Linked DNA regions of Mus musculus: all the other regions are linked to region 1. The links are chromatin contacts, called in public promoter capture Hi-C maps. All regions are on one chromosome and are shown on one strand. The core of a region is the stretch at or near the end of the contact, and the rest is flanking DNA. Distances in the headings are between cores, read along the strand shown. Region 1 holds the start of Dnajb12 (DnaJ heat shock protein family (Hsp40) member B12). Region 2 holds the start of Kifbp (kinesin family binding protein). Region 3 holds the start of Vps26a (VPS26 retromer complex component A).

Region 1 (4,709 bases), core at 1,137-3,636:
TTGCCAATCCTGCTGTGCCACTCGGCATCAAGCAGTGAACAAAGAGATTCAACATCAGTTTACTTTTCTCTAGATAAAGATAAGGTCTTGCTAGGTAGCCCAGGTGACCTCAGACTTGAGGCAATCCTCTTGCCTCAGGAGTCACAGGCATGGATCACCCTACCTGCAACCATCTAACTCCTAGCTAAACATTCAGTGTAGACAGCCGTCTAAGATTTCCTGGGCCTAAACTAGCCTTACATCCTTGTCCGTTTAGGCGAGGTTGCTGTTAAGTTTAAGTGCATGAGGCATTTGTTTTTTTTATTTTTTTTAAAAAGATTTTTATTTATTATGTGTAAGTATATTGCAGCTGTCTTTAGACACCAGAAGAGGGTGTCATATCTCACTACGGATGGTTGTGAGCTACCATGTGGTTGCTGGGGTTTGAACTCAGGACCTCTGGAAGAGCAGTCAGTGTGCTCTTACCCGCTGAGCCATCTCACCAGCCCGGTATTTGTTTTATCCATCAGAGATATAACAAATATCCAAATCGTGGGCCTCTGAGATGACTCAGACAGCGAAGGTACTTACTGCCAAGACTGACTACCTGAGTTTGATAGACACAGCCGACTCCACCAAGTTATCCGCTCATGAGCATGAACACATGAATACACACACACACACACACAGAGCAAGCCCTGCAATGACATCCTATCTAGATTCCTGAACTAGCACAGGTGGCCTCTGCCATGCCCTAAAGCTCTATTTCATCAGCTTTCTTAACTGCTCCTGGGCTACCAGCAGTAATCAGAATTCTGACAGTCTGCACCCCGCCTGGTGCTATCCACTTATAAAAAGGGAATTATCCCATAGGGAAGCAGTTACCAGAGCAGATCGAAACTCTCTCCTAGCAGAGGCAAAGAGACCAAAGATCAACCTGCAGAGTCAGGAGGGAGGAAAGTTCAGGAACGCAGCTGCCTCTAAGGTCAGCACTCCAAACCTGGGCAGGGAAGGTGAGAGGCTGGCTGCTGCGTCTTCATTTCATTTTAATAAACACGTATGGAATCTCAGGGTTTTCCACTTTCTAGCTGTGTCACATCCTAAGACGCTTATCGATGAGTTAGTTCCTCATCTTGAGAAGATAGAAGGGTGGTGTTCTGTCTTCCTGACTTTACAGGATCAGGTGGCAAAACACACGAGAAAGAACTTTCTACACAGAAAAGCACTATGGGTATTCTTGTTTATATACATTATCTGTTCCAACTTCCTGAACTTCCAGATGGGGAAACCCAAGCTCACGATGAGATGTGGGTCTCTTAATTCTGAAAGTCTGCTACATGTCAGAGAGTTTACTAACTCCACAGAAACAAATCCTGTGTCTTTCTCCTTCCCAGCTGGTATTAAAATTTTCTTTGGTCACTTCGGTTACAAACGCAAAAATGAGGGGGAGGTTACCAGGTAAAGTGAGACGATTGGGTAGCGAAGACAAGATCACTATTCCCTCCCTGGGTTGGGAGGTCTCAGACCTAGGCTATTAGCTACCTGGAGCTCAGCAGCCGTAGCAGTCCATAAGACCCGCCACCCGGGCTTGCTGAGGAAGAAGGTGGGATAGGGTGGCTGACACTGGGATCTTCAACAATCCATCCACTCCGAAACACCGCTTTCAAGAGACTGCAGGAAGGACTGCGAGTTGGAATGTCTTATTTCGCTAAGGGTTCTCTGATTGGAGCGAATGAATTCCTTCCCTCTCTAGAACCCATTCTCCCTTAGAATAGTTATGTTTATTTTCCTGAACTATAATATTTCCCAGGCCGGCCAGTGGCCCTGAGCCACCGAACAGCCCTCTGGGAGAAGTAGTTCGCTTTCGCGTCCACAAGAGTCCTCTTCACCGGGTCTCCCAGCGCGTCTCCTTCCCAGAAACCTCACATTCCAGAGGCCTCCACAAGCACTGGGAAGGGGTTGGGAGCCGGGCCCTCGGGGGTCTCCAGGGGGCCAGCATCCTAGAGACCGCGGCACCGCTGGACTACGAATCCCAGCAGCACCCGCGCGCGCCAGTGCGCAGGCGTAGCCGCGCCTCGCCACCCCTCCCCCCTCCGCCAACTGCTCCCGTCGGTCCGTTCCCGTGGTCCCCCGATCCGTGCTAATGCCCCCTTCGGTCCCTGCGGCGCCTCCCACTCACCGCTGACTCGTGGCGTCGGGTAGAGCCGCTGCGCCTTCTCCAGGAAGCGCAGCGCCCGCTCGGGCTGGTTGCTTTGGATGGCCTTGAGGGCGATGCTGATACAGCGCTCGGCTTCATCCTTGTTGGATTCCATGGCGGAACCCGAGCACGGAACCAGGGAGGGGGAGGCCGGGCGAGCGAAGGGCTGCGCCAGCCGCCGGCGCGTCGCGGGGCAGGCCGGCGCGGAAGGATGACATAACCCTCCGCCCCTCCTTCCCGGGATTTGAGTGAGGGTTGAACCCGGGCGGAAGCCCTACCGTATGTCTCCTAAGAAAGGGGCGTTCGGTTCGGAGGCGCTAGAACGCGCGGGCGCTCTAGAGCGCAAATGCTGAAGTTGAGTGTGCGCGCACGTTCGGGTGGTAGCCTCTGCGTTCCAGTCCGACTATCTGTGAATCGTACAGATGTTTACCGATTGTCAGACGCTGCTGTCTGATGTGGCAGTGGTATCAAAACAAAACCGTGTCCTCACAGAGCTTTCGTGGGTGGGGAGAAGTCAAGTAAACGGAAACATTCAGATAGTGACACAGTCAAGGCAAATATCGAAAAGTAGAGGGATGGAAGGGAGGGCTACCATTTAAGATAGCTTAATATATCAGAAACTCATTTTACAGGCTCTGAACTCTAAAGAAACAGGAACATGTGATTGGAGGAAGGGTGGTTCGACTGGAGGAAATAACAGATGGAAAGGCTCCGCATAAGGATTTTCGTTGTGAGTTATTGCGGGGATTAAGGAGGAGTTTACAGGAGTCACTACAGAGTCACACCAGTCAGGATGCAGCTCAGCCTACCTCCCACTTAAGTGACAGCAACTTAGTGAAGGTTGCCAATGACTTCCACTAGGCTAAATCTCCTGGCTATTTCTTAGCCCTTGCACTATGGTCTTTCACAAGAAACTACAATAAACCAAATGAATGTTAAAGGGTGCAATGCGATGGTGGTGTAAGCCTTCAATCCCAGCCCTTGGGAAGCAGAAGGACTCTGAGTTCAAGGCCAACCTGGTCTACAAAGTGAGTTCCAGGACAGCCAAAGGTACAAAGAGAAACTCTGTCTCGAGAAACAGACACAAACAAAAGTTAAAGAGCAGCTGTTATAATCAAGTGAGACTCGGTGAATATATATTCATCGAGTTGCAGATACACACACATATACATATATATAAAGCATAAATATATAACATAAACATATAAAACATATAAACACACACACACACACACACACAACTAGAAAAGATCATCCGAGTGAGATAATCCACACTCAGAAAAACAAACATGGTATCTCACTTATAAGTAGATTATAGCCATAGATAGAGTACAGGATAACCATTCTACAATCCACAGACCCAAAGAAGCTAAGTAACAAAAAGAGCCCAGGAAAGGATGTTTGAATCTCACTGAGAAGAGGAAATGAAATAGTCACAGGGGTAGAGGGAGGGATGGAGCAGGGTTGGAAAGGAGGTGGGCAGGGGAAGAGGAGGGGTGAGTGTTGGGAGAACTGCCATGGAGACTTAGCTGGGTCGGAACTCCCTCTGAGAAGTTTGAATATTAGATGTTTGATATAGGGAGGATGTATTGGCGATGGGAATGGCAATCGGGATTGTGCAACCATACGGTGTAGGGAAGACGGAGGGAGGGCTGACGGTGGAGACCATGCTTAGAAGGTGTAAAACCCTGGCTTTAATTCCCCAGCAATGCCCCTTTCCACCAAGACAAAAATAACAGAACAAGAAGCTTGAGCAGAATCCTAATTTTGAAAATTATCAACGGATGTGAATTTTTTTAAATGTACGAATGCCCTCTCTGCATGTACACCTGCATGTCAGAAGAGGGCATTAGATCCCTTCATAGATGGTCGTGAACCACCGTGTAGTTGCTGGATATTGAACTCTGGAAGAGCAGCTAGTGCTCTTAACTGCTGAGCCGTCTTACCAGTCACGAATGCTTTTAAAGCAAACCATGGGATTAGATACACCAAGATGTAAGTGCGGAGCAGAGGGGAGCTGGATTACAGAGCCCTCCATTACTCAGAGGGTCGGAGGGAGAGGGGCTTGAGGAGAGGAGAGTACACTGAAGTGTGGTGTGAAGGAAGAAATATGAGTCACTTAGGGGCCAAGTGAAGTGGATGTTTCTAATGGAGGAAGGTTTCACATGATGAAATTTTATGTCGAGGCCAAGCAATATAAGCACGGAGAGATGCTGGCGGTGTGAGCCGCTGCGTTCACTGTGATGCAATTGTTTCAAGTGTGTTCCCAAGGGGCTCTGTGTGCTCTTAACACGGGGTGTTCTGTAGCGTTTTCTTCTTTTAAAGAGCATGTAGACCATGTCTTCTCTTTTTCTCTATCTTTGATGCAATTGTTTCAAGTGTGTTCCCAAGGGGCTCTGTGTGCTCTTAACACGGGGTGTTCTGTAGCGTTTTCTTCTTTTAAAGAGCATGTAGACCATGTCTTCTCTTTTTCTCTATCTTAAAAATTTTATTTATTTTTATTTTATGGACATTGGTGTTTTGCCTGCATGCA
Region 2 (4,709 bases), core at 1,537-4,036, 2.7 Mb before region 1:
AGAGAGCCCTTCTATGACAAGCTGTGCCATTTTAAGCTCTTACTTTGAGGGAACTGAAGCATAGCCCCTGCCTACTGCTGGTGTTCTTTATTTGGGAATCATCCCGCCTAGCACAGAAGCTTGAGTGGTGGGGTCCTCTAGCTGTACTAGAGATTCTGCGCAGGGCTCTTAGAACAGGCTTGGGAGGAAAGTCAGAACCACGCACTGTCATTTTGGTTTTTTTTTAATTTTTCTTAATTGTTTGGATCAACTAAGACCTTCATTTTAGTATGGTCCTTACCTCCTAACTGGCCTTTACCTGGCATTAAAGGGCTCTGATAACCAATCAGCTCCCGGTAGCTGAAGCAGTGCCCTTTTTTCTATTTAAATTCAGTTTTCCCCTTGAACTCTGACCAGATGGCTCATCCTCTGTGCTCAGGATTTGTTGGGTTTTGTTTTTCTTGTTTTCTTTGTTGATAACTGTAGCTTGTAAGAAATGTGGGCATGGTTTAATGAAGCATGTCACTGTTGGGATAAAAGAGTTTGCCAGTTCAAGATGATGAAAGGACATACTGGCTCTGCTTGCAGGAGGAAAGGCTAAAAGACATTTTGAATTAATGGGTTACCCTATAGAAAAATGATCTGTCATAAACCAAACAGTGAAGGGGAAGAAGGGAAGAATTCCAATTGACACAATTTAAATGAAACATGACTTTTCAAACAAATGAAGTTTCTTTTGGATTGCAGAAACTAAGCAATATTTATATGTATAATTCAACTATTATTTGGTTTAAATGGGCTTGTTGGGAAATGTTATCATTTTTACTATTTTCTACAGAGAAAATATTTTCCACTTTATCAAATAAATCTGGACTTTGAAATTACAGCCTGTTTTTATGTTCCAGCTGTCTATGTATGTTTTCCTGAAACTGTACATAAAATGTTTTTACATTAAAATGAATTGCTGTATAAAGTACTGCATTATGCCATAATAAAGATACCGATGCTTTATATTTAGTTCTTGGTGGCTTTTATTTTATAGCAGTGACTGCTAGGTCTGTAAATCTAGTAGCTTGGCTTGCCTTTTGTGTATACTGCATTAAAGCAGATCAGGTTATAACGGGGAGTTAGCCTTGGCTAAATTGTCATAAAAATGAACGCAATCCTATGTTAACATACCTTCACTGTCTTCAGACACACCAGAAGAGGGCATCGGATCCCCCATTACAGATGGTTGTGAGCCACCGTGTGGTTGCTGGGGTTTGAACTCAGGACCTCTTGGAAGAGCAGTCACTGCCATCCCCCCAGCCCTTCAGTGGGCCATTTTCTACAGGTTCATTTCTTGAATCATCCATTCAAGTTTTGTGAATTGCTCTCTTCCCCTAACATCCTATGTTTACCTTTCAATATGTATGTACATACATTTTAAGACTTAAAATAATTTTACATTTAATAAATGTTTTCAAGACAGATCTCACTGTGTATCTCTGGCTGTCTTGGAACTATGTAGACTTGTAGCACAACCAATTCTGAGCTTATCCCTGACCAGCTTACAAATAAGTGAGACTCACACTATGGTTATTTTATTTGGCTTTGACAATTACTGGGGGATAATCTCTAATCTATTTTTCCAACTGCTGACCTGGCTTCTTTCCCAGCAGTGTTCCCCCAAGTAATTGCTGTTTCTCCTGCCGTGTGCTCATGGTCCATCTCTCCTGGCTCTTGTTCTACTCTCTCCAATGCTCAACAAGGAAACCCACCTACCTCTGATCCCTGCAGTTATTAGCTGTAGCCTTTGTTGTTTGTTTTTGTTATTTCGAGACAGGATTTCTGTGTAGCCCTGGCTGTCCTGAACTTTGTAGACCAGGCTAGCCTTGTACTCAGAAATCCGCCTGCTTCTGCCTCCCCAGTGCTGGGATTAAAAGCGTGTGCCACCACGCCCGGCAGCTGTAGCCATTTTTTTTTTTTTTTTTTTTTTTTGGTTTTTCGAGACAGGGTTTCTCTGTATAGCCCTGGCTGTCCTGGAGCTCACTTTGTAGACCAGGCTGGCCTCGAACTCAGAAATCCGCCTGCCTCTGCCTCCCGAGTGCTGGGATTAAAGGCGTGCGCCACCACGCCCGGCTAGCTGTAGCCATTTTTATTTAACCAAATTAAGTTTTAAATTAAGGAATAAAGTTTGTACAACAAAAGCTGGTAAGCATGAGAATTTAATCATAGGCTACAGAATTTAGCATTACAATACATATCAACACTGGCCCCTGTGTCAGCCTGCAGATAATTGGCACCATGCCTAGCTCAGAGCCTTTATAGAATTTTCAGGGACTGGGCGGTGGTGGTGTGAGGTGGCTCTAGTAAGTAAAGGCTGCGGAGGCTGAGCCTGAGGATCTGAATTTGATCCCTGAGACCTGGGTACCTGGGTTGTAGTTTCCTACAACTATAATTTTTAACTGTGATAGCGTAATACATTAGTGGTGAAAGATTCTTGCCTATGAACTTGAGCAGTTATCGAAAGATGTTAGTGTTAAATTTCATTTAAGCTAGGGATTGACTTTACGATAGGCTAGTACCTTACCCCTAAGAATCATTCTGATTCTGAACATTTTTGTATAAACTACATTTTGGGATGAAGCAGGAGAAGCCATACTGCTCAAGGGTAGCAGCGGAAGGCTCTGTATTCCCTGACAGCTTCGTTTCCTTGACGACGGCTGTTGTGGCGACCAGAACATCCTCCCATTGGCTGCTGCCGAGCGTCTAGCGCTCCCCTCTACCGACTTCATTGGTCGGCGCTCCACAGTCACGACACGTCGTAAATGAAGTGTCGCAACGCGGAGGCCTCCAGTGGCTGCTGGTCCACGGACGGGGAGGCGGCCGTCAGCTCAGGCCGCGATGGCGAACGCTCCGGGGCCAGAGATCCGCGAGAAGTTCCAGGCAGCGCTGGCCCTGTCGCGGGTGGAGCTGCACAAGAACCCGGAGAAGGAGCCGTACAAGTCCAAGTACGGCGCGCGCGCGCTGTTGGAGGAGGTGCGCGCGCTGCTGGGCCCGGCGCCCGAGGACGAGGACGAGCCGGCTGCTGACGATGGGCCGGGCGACCAGGCCTTGGGCGCGGGTGAGCCCCGGGAGGCTGAGGGCCCCGGAGCGCAGCGGGCGCTGCGCCTCGCGGTGGTCGAGTTCCACCTTGGTGTGAACCACATCGACACGGAGGAACTGTCTGCCGGCGAGGAGCATCTGGTCAGGTGCCTGTCGTTGCTGCGCCCCTACCGCCTGTCGCTCGGCTGTGTGTCTCTCTACATCCAGGCGCAGGTGAGATGCTGAGGCGGGAGTTCTGCATCCAAAACGCTCCTCCTGGCTGCGCACGTCTCTCAGTTGGTTCAGTCCCCAGCATTGCACAACACCCGGCCTGAAATTCCAGTACTAGGGAGGCTGCGGCAGGAGGATTGCTTTGGGTTCTTGGCTAGCCTGGGTTTCATAGCGAAGTTTAGTCCCTTTTAATTTGTCATAACACCTACCCTCCATCTGCCTACCAACTCCCTCTGAGTTCTCGCCGCCTACTCCAGCCTCACTTGCTACTTTCCGTAATCCTGGGCAGAAAACCTAAGCGTCCGAATCAGCGCCTCCCAACCCAATGACAAGCTTAGTTTCATTCTGTGAAGAAATAATCCAACGGGATTCGAATGGAATGAACAGGACAAGGGATCGCAAGAATGATCCAATCTTAAATGTTGTTGTTGTTAATGGCCAAAATCTTAAAACTTTATTCTTTACCACATTCATCTTGTTTGCTCAGCAAGGAATTCGTACCTTTTCCTTAAACTGTCTCGACAACCTTTTAATAACTTTTTATTTTTTGTTTGTGTTTAGACATCCATTTGTGTCTGCAATGCTTAACTTCGACTGTCTTCACCTCCTGAGTGCTAGGACCCCCTCCCCCTTTTCCTTTCAGAGTCTTGTAGCCCAGGCTGCCTTTAACCCATGATCCCCCCACCTCAGCCTCCCTGCTGAGGTTATCGGAACTCTTGTTTGGACTAACTCTATCTGGTCCAAACTGATCTCACCTTCCATCCTTTACATTTTTATAAGCAGCAAGTGCGACTTTCTGCTCTGGAGAACATAACATTTCAAAATTCAAATAGTGGGTAGAGTTTTCCAGGCCCTTGGGTGTAGCTCAGTGGTACAGCATTTACCTAGTGCTCCAGGTTTCATCTCCACACTATGGGGGAAAAAAGACAGATAATGTCGGACTCTGTTGTGCCAGGTTACTTTCTTAGGGTTATAGATGGTTTCATCCTCCAGTCCAGATATGTGTACCAGGGAATATTTACTAAGCTTGATTGTTGGGTAGGTAGGCCTTTCAGGAAAGTCTCAAAACTTAGAAGAAAATGGTATGCCATATTCTTTTATGATGGCTCAATAAAATTAAAAGCCAAATACTAACAGGCACTGCCTGTCCCTTTTGCTCACAGCTCCAGCAGGTGGCACAGATAGGGATATTTTCCATGTTTGTTTGGGAGCTAAAGACATTAGTAAGGGGTTCAGTTCAAGCAACACTTCAGTGTGATGGTGGTGCACGCCTTTAATCCCAGAAATTGAGGCAGGAGGATTTCTGAGTTTGAGGCCAGGCTGGTCTACATCGTGACTTTCAGGACAGCCAGGGCTACACAGGGAAAAAAATCTTGTTTCAGAAAACCAAAGGGAAAAAGAATAAAGTAACCTTCTTCATTGATTCCTAAATT
Region 3 (4,709 bases), core at 890-3,389, 2.6 Mb before region 1:
GCTCTGGTTCAGTCCTCAGCTCCACAAAGGAAAAAAGAAACCCAGGTTAAAAAAGGTGTGTGTGTGTGTGTGTGTGTGTATGTGTGAGCCTAGAGCAAATCATCAAAGAAATTTAGGAAGACTGCAGGGTACACAGTCAATACAGGAAAGTTACACACATCACAACGAAGAACTGAAAAATGAAAAACTTAGTTTTATTTACAATAGTGTTAAAAAATACAGGCACTTAGAGATAAATTTAATAAAAATGTATAACACTGGAAATTAGAAACACTGGTGAAGAACACTAAAAAAAGGTAAAAATTAGAAAAATGCACAGTGCTCATGAATGGAAGACCCAGTATTGTTTTTATTTTACCTCCTTGAGTCTTTCTTTGGGTGCATGGAGGTTTTGCAGACCTTCTGTACAAAACCTGCATATGTGATGCTCATGGAGACCAGAAGAGGGCATCAGATCCCCCTGGTAAGGAGCCACTATTTGGATGCTGGGAATCAAATCTCATGCTTCTGAAGGGGTAGCCAGCAAGTGCTCTTGACTTAGCTCAGCCATCTCTCTAGCCCCAATCGATAGATTTTTGACAAGCATACCACACCACAGCAGTTTACAGGGGAAAGTATTTTGAGCAAATGGTGCTAGAACCAACAAACACAGTTAACCTTTCAGATCTTAGACTATGCGCAATTGTTTCTCTCTTTTGTTTCCTTGTAACAAGGTCTCACACTGTAGCCCAGGTCATTCAGGGGACTAACTGTGTAATCTCCAGGGGTCTTTTAATTCATGGCGATTCTTCTACTTCTTCTGTCTCCGGAGAGCTGGGATTACAGCTATGAACCTCTATACCTGACTTATCCTTCTTTATAGAGTGGGTGATGCTCCTTCATCCAAGCCATCTGCATCACAGGGTTTTAATCAATAGTATTTTGAGATCTAAACTCCCTTCTCTGTCCCCATACTATTTTACCCGTCTGTAAATATGACAGGTAATCTCCAATATTGGGAAGGCTGAAGGAGGACAGATGTGTTTCTTGACAGCCTGGGCTACATAGCATATTCCAGAGGAGCCTGGGACACCTAGTGAGACCCTGTCTCAACAATAAATATACACACAAACATCCATTCGTTCCAAAGCTCCCTGGCATAGCAATCTTTAAGATTTGTTTTCAGATAATATCATTTTAGGCAGATTTCTCCTGCATGCATGAAGGAAGTGCAGTGTTCCATCTGCAGCAATGCATAAAACCACCAGTGACTCCTGCAATTACAGCATTGGGAAGGCACTTTGGAGGTGCTCACTCTCCACTTGAGGCTAGCCTAGTCTACATGAGTACATGAGAACCCCTGTCTTACAAACAAAAGACTCATTTCCAGTATTTGAATTCTGTCGCGATTGGAGACCGAAGCCTCATTTTAACCTTTAAATATTTTAGACTTACAACTTGACACTCTACTCCCCAAGTTGAGTTTCGTTATGATAGGGCTGATGACACCCCTCCGCCCATAAATCTGAATGAAAGGTTCAGTTCCTAAGCCTTCGTAGTATTTCATCTATCCTCAGGTTTTCTGGGCCTCCACTACAATGACTGACTGGATCAGAGTGTTGGAGAGCTGCGTTTTGCACGCTTGCGAAACTTTTAGGAAGGGCTGTTGCCGGGGAGGGGGGGTAAGGAGGGCGGAACCGATTTGAGAGTACTGCCTCTCCGGCTTGGAAGGCTGCGTCACGAGCTATCCGTGGACTGCAAAGGATGTGCTTTAAAGATTAGCTTTTCTCCCTAACCGTCTCTTCGGAGGCCAACAATTCTCGGGGCTGAGGCGGGAAACAGATCAGGCGCAAAGGTCGGAACTGCAGCAAGCCCGCAAAGACACGCCTCCCGCACAAACCCTCGAGTCCCCCAAGTTTCCCTAGGGAAAAGGAAATGGGCGTGCCGGAGGGAGGAGTTTGACAGCGCACGGCTCGTCACGTGACAACTAGCTCTAGGGTTGCTGGACTGAGAAGACAGATCTTTGACTCCTCCCACCAGACGTCACCCACCCAGACCACGCCCTCAACCGAAAGGCGGGGCGGAGGAGCCCCGCCTCGAAACGGCCTTCCTGAAGGGCGGGGCCTCTAGCAGGGCGGGGCCTCTAGCGGGGCGGGGTGGGGGGGGGAGGGAGAAGAGGAAAAGGAGTGGTCACGTGCGGCTGATGGCCTACGGTCACGTGACGGGCGGCGGGGCGCAGGCACCCAGGCTGGGAGTTCTTCTGAGGGAAAGCCGAGTGGAGTGGGCGACCCGGCGGCGGTGACAATGGTGAGTGCGCGGCGGCCTGCCTGCGAGGTCGTCTCCCGCGGGGCCGTGGGGCGCGCGGCGGGACTCCCAACGGCGGGCGCGGCGCCGAGCCTGCAGGGAAGGGGCGCGGAGCGGTGAGGCCTGACGGCTGCCCGCTCCCGGCCAGGCCTGAGCACCTGCGGCCGGCGGCACTGTCCCGGCCATGTCGGAGCCTCTGCCCGCCTTCCTCGACCGGCTGTGGGGACCCTGGCTGGGCACCCGCAGCCCGCCCAGCCGGAGCTCGGCAGCCTCGCCTTCCAAGGTAGCCGAGGACAGTCAGTGCCCTCTCTCCCAGTTCCGGACTCTGGCGAGACCTGCTCACCTTCCTCGTCCCGAGCTCGATAGAGTCCGCTTATTTTCTTTAAGCTGGTTGTGGAGACATTCTGCGATTTCTTGATTCGGGTGGAGGCTTTTGGCACTTGTAGAATAGGAGGGGAAGGGAGGGGAGACAAGAGGGTGTCGGAGCCGAGACCCCTCATTTATATCTCCAGACGCCGATTTAAGCACTTGGTTTCACTTCCTTCCCTAAGCGATTTCTATAACTTAGCACTTTGGGATGTTGCAGTGTCTTGGGAGCCCAGGCAGGGATGAAAATCAGAGCACTTAACCACACTTAATGGAAAGCACCGTTGGGCGCGCTAGTGTTTAACTACGCGCCCGCGGTCTATAGATTAGAGCTCCTTTGGCTCGTGTTATTTAGCATATACTCCATGAGAGCCCACTGTGCGCTCCCCTTATACTACCCGCTCTTCCCAAGCTCGCCACTTTTAATAAACTGCTTGAAACTTCTCGTCTCAAGCCAGCCAGCCAGGTCTATTTTTAAAACGTTGCTTTGATTAAATAACTTTGAGTCAGAAATTATTTGCTTTCTCTAGGGTTTGGGGGGTGGGGGAGAAGTTCATTCAGGGAGCGTTTTCTTAAACAGTATTTTGGGTGAGTCCAGGGACAGATAAACAAGGCAAACTGCTTGCTTCCTTGCAGCTTACAGACTCTGGAGAGTTAAGCATTTGTTTAGATAAATTAGTTTAAGGTGGAAATTACAACTGCTGTAAATAACTAAGAAGGAATTAGTAGGCTGTTAGGGAGTCCTCCTTTCACTGTTTATAATTTGAAAAGAAAGCTTAAATTGCTCTCTTCTTGGTTACTTAGTTGAATTAGTCCTTCTAGTTAAGTTTTTTTTTTTTTTTTTTTTTTTTTGGTTTTTCGAGACAGGGTTTCTCTGTATAGCCCTGGCTGTCCTGGAGCTCACTTTGTAGACCAGGCTGGCCTCGAACTCAGAAATACGCCTGCCTCTGCCTCCCGAGTGCTGGGATTAAAGGCGTGCGCCACCACGCCCGGCCCTTCTAGTTAAGTTTAAGAGCAATTTTTTTTTTTATTTTTAAGGTATTTGTCAAACGAAATTGTAAAGCTTTAAAGCCTTTGTATGGGCACACATGTATGTATGAGAATTTGCTGTTTCATTGTGTGTGGGCTCAAGTGAATACATTGTGGAAGCTTTGGTTCCTCTGAGCTCTGTTCAGTTTTTTTCTTACTGAAATTTTTTTCCTATATATTTTGATTATGTTTTTCCTTTCCTTCAAGTTCTGTTTCTTTACATCAAGCAGACTTAATAAATTTCCTTAAATGGTGCCCACAGAGTTTGTTACATTTTTATGTATCCACGTGTAGTTTTGCTAGATGGTAATGCTAAACAATGTATGTCTTGGCACCTTGTGCTTGTTGGAGGGCCTCAAGAAAGCCTCAGCACTCCTGGTACTGTAGTTAAAGTCAGTTGTGAGCTGCTATTTGGATGCTGGGAATCTGAACCTGGGTCCTCTGGAAGAGCAGCCAGTGCTCCTAACCATTGAGCCAGCCCTGTTATTGAAAAATATTGCAGAACTGTGTTTTCTTGTGTGTTTTGGCAGCTTTAGTGGCAATTTAATTTTGTTAAAATAGTATTTGTGACTTTAAATGTTAAATTTCAAATTGGAAAAGACCTTTCGGTGTGTTACATAGAGAATATATGTAGAAAAAAGTTGCCATATATCATTTTACATGTAAAACATCTTTCATAGCTGGGCGTGGTGGCACACGCCTTTGATCCCAGCACTTGGGAGACAGAGGCCAGCGGATTTCTGAGTTCGAGGCCAGCCTGGTCTACAGAGTGAGTTCCAGGACAGCCAGGGCTATACAGAGAAACACAGTCTCAAAAAAAAACCCACAAAAACAAAAAAAATACCATTGCAGAAAGAAAATTGCTGTTGGTGACTTTGGAGCATGTTAAATGTACTAGTTTCTAGTTAGTTGTTTGAATTTGTCCCTTTTGTGGGGGCTGGAGAGATGGCTCAGCAGTAAGAGCACTGGCTGCTCTCCTTGAGAGAACCTGGATTCAGTTCCCAGCACTCACACAATGGCTCACAGAATCT

The links. Promoter capture Hi-C pulls out the DNA fragments that hold promoters and counts their contacts.
Region 2: a promoter capture Hi-C map of liver shows a contact between it and region 1, with 4 times the contacts expected there. The contact joins the promoter of Kifbp here to the promoter of Dnajb12 in region 1. A contact is called at or near these places in 2 of 39 promoter capture datasets (liver and pre-B cells) and 1 of 9 other capture datasets (liver).
Region 3: a promoter capture Hi-C map of liver shows a contact between it and region 1, with 11 times the contacts expected there. The contact joins the promoter of Vps26a here to the promoter of Dnajb12 in region 1. A contact is called at or near these places in 3 of 39 promoter capture datasets (liver and pre-B cells) and 1 of 115 datasets of contacts at active chromatin or transcription factors (bone marrow-derived dendritic cells).

The regions. Positions count from the first base shown.
Region 1 is chr10:59,877,260-59,881,968 of GRCm38.p6, reverse strand. It overlaps Dnajb12 (DnaJ heat shock protein family (Hsp40) member B12), which reads right to left and starts at 2,386. Exons shown (of 9, transcript NM_019965.3): 1 at 2,159-2,386. The coding sequence starts at 2,291.
Region 2 is chr10:62,576,534-62,581,242 of GRCm38.p6, reverse strand. Kifbp (kinesin family binding protein) reads left to right here and starts at 2,786. Exons shown (of 7, transcript NM_028197.2): 1 at 2,786-3,279. The coding sequence starts at 2,866. It overlaps Ddx21 (DExD box helicase 21), which reads left to right. Exons shown (of 15, transcript NM_019553.2): 15 at 1-996.
Region 3 is chr10:62,484,235-62,488,943 of GRCm38.p6, reverse strand. It overlaps Vps26a (VPS26 retromer complex component A), which reads left to right and starts at 2,139. Exons shown (of 9, transcript NM_133672.3): 1 at 2,139-2,286. The coding sequence starts at 2,284.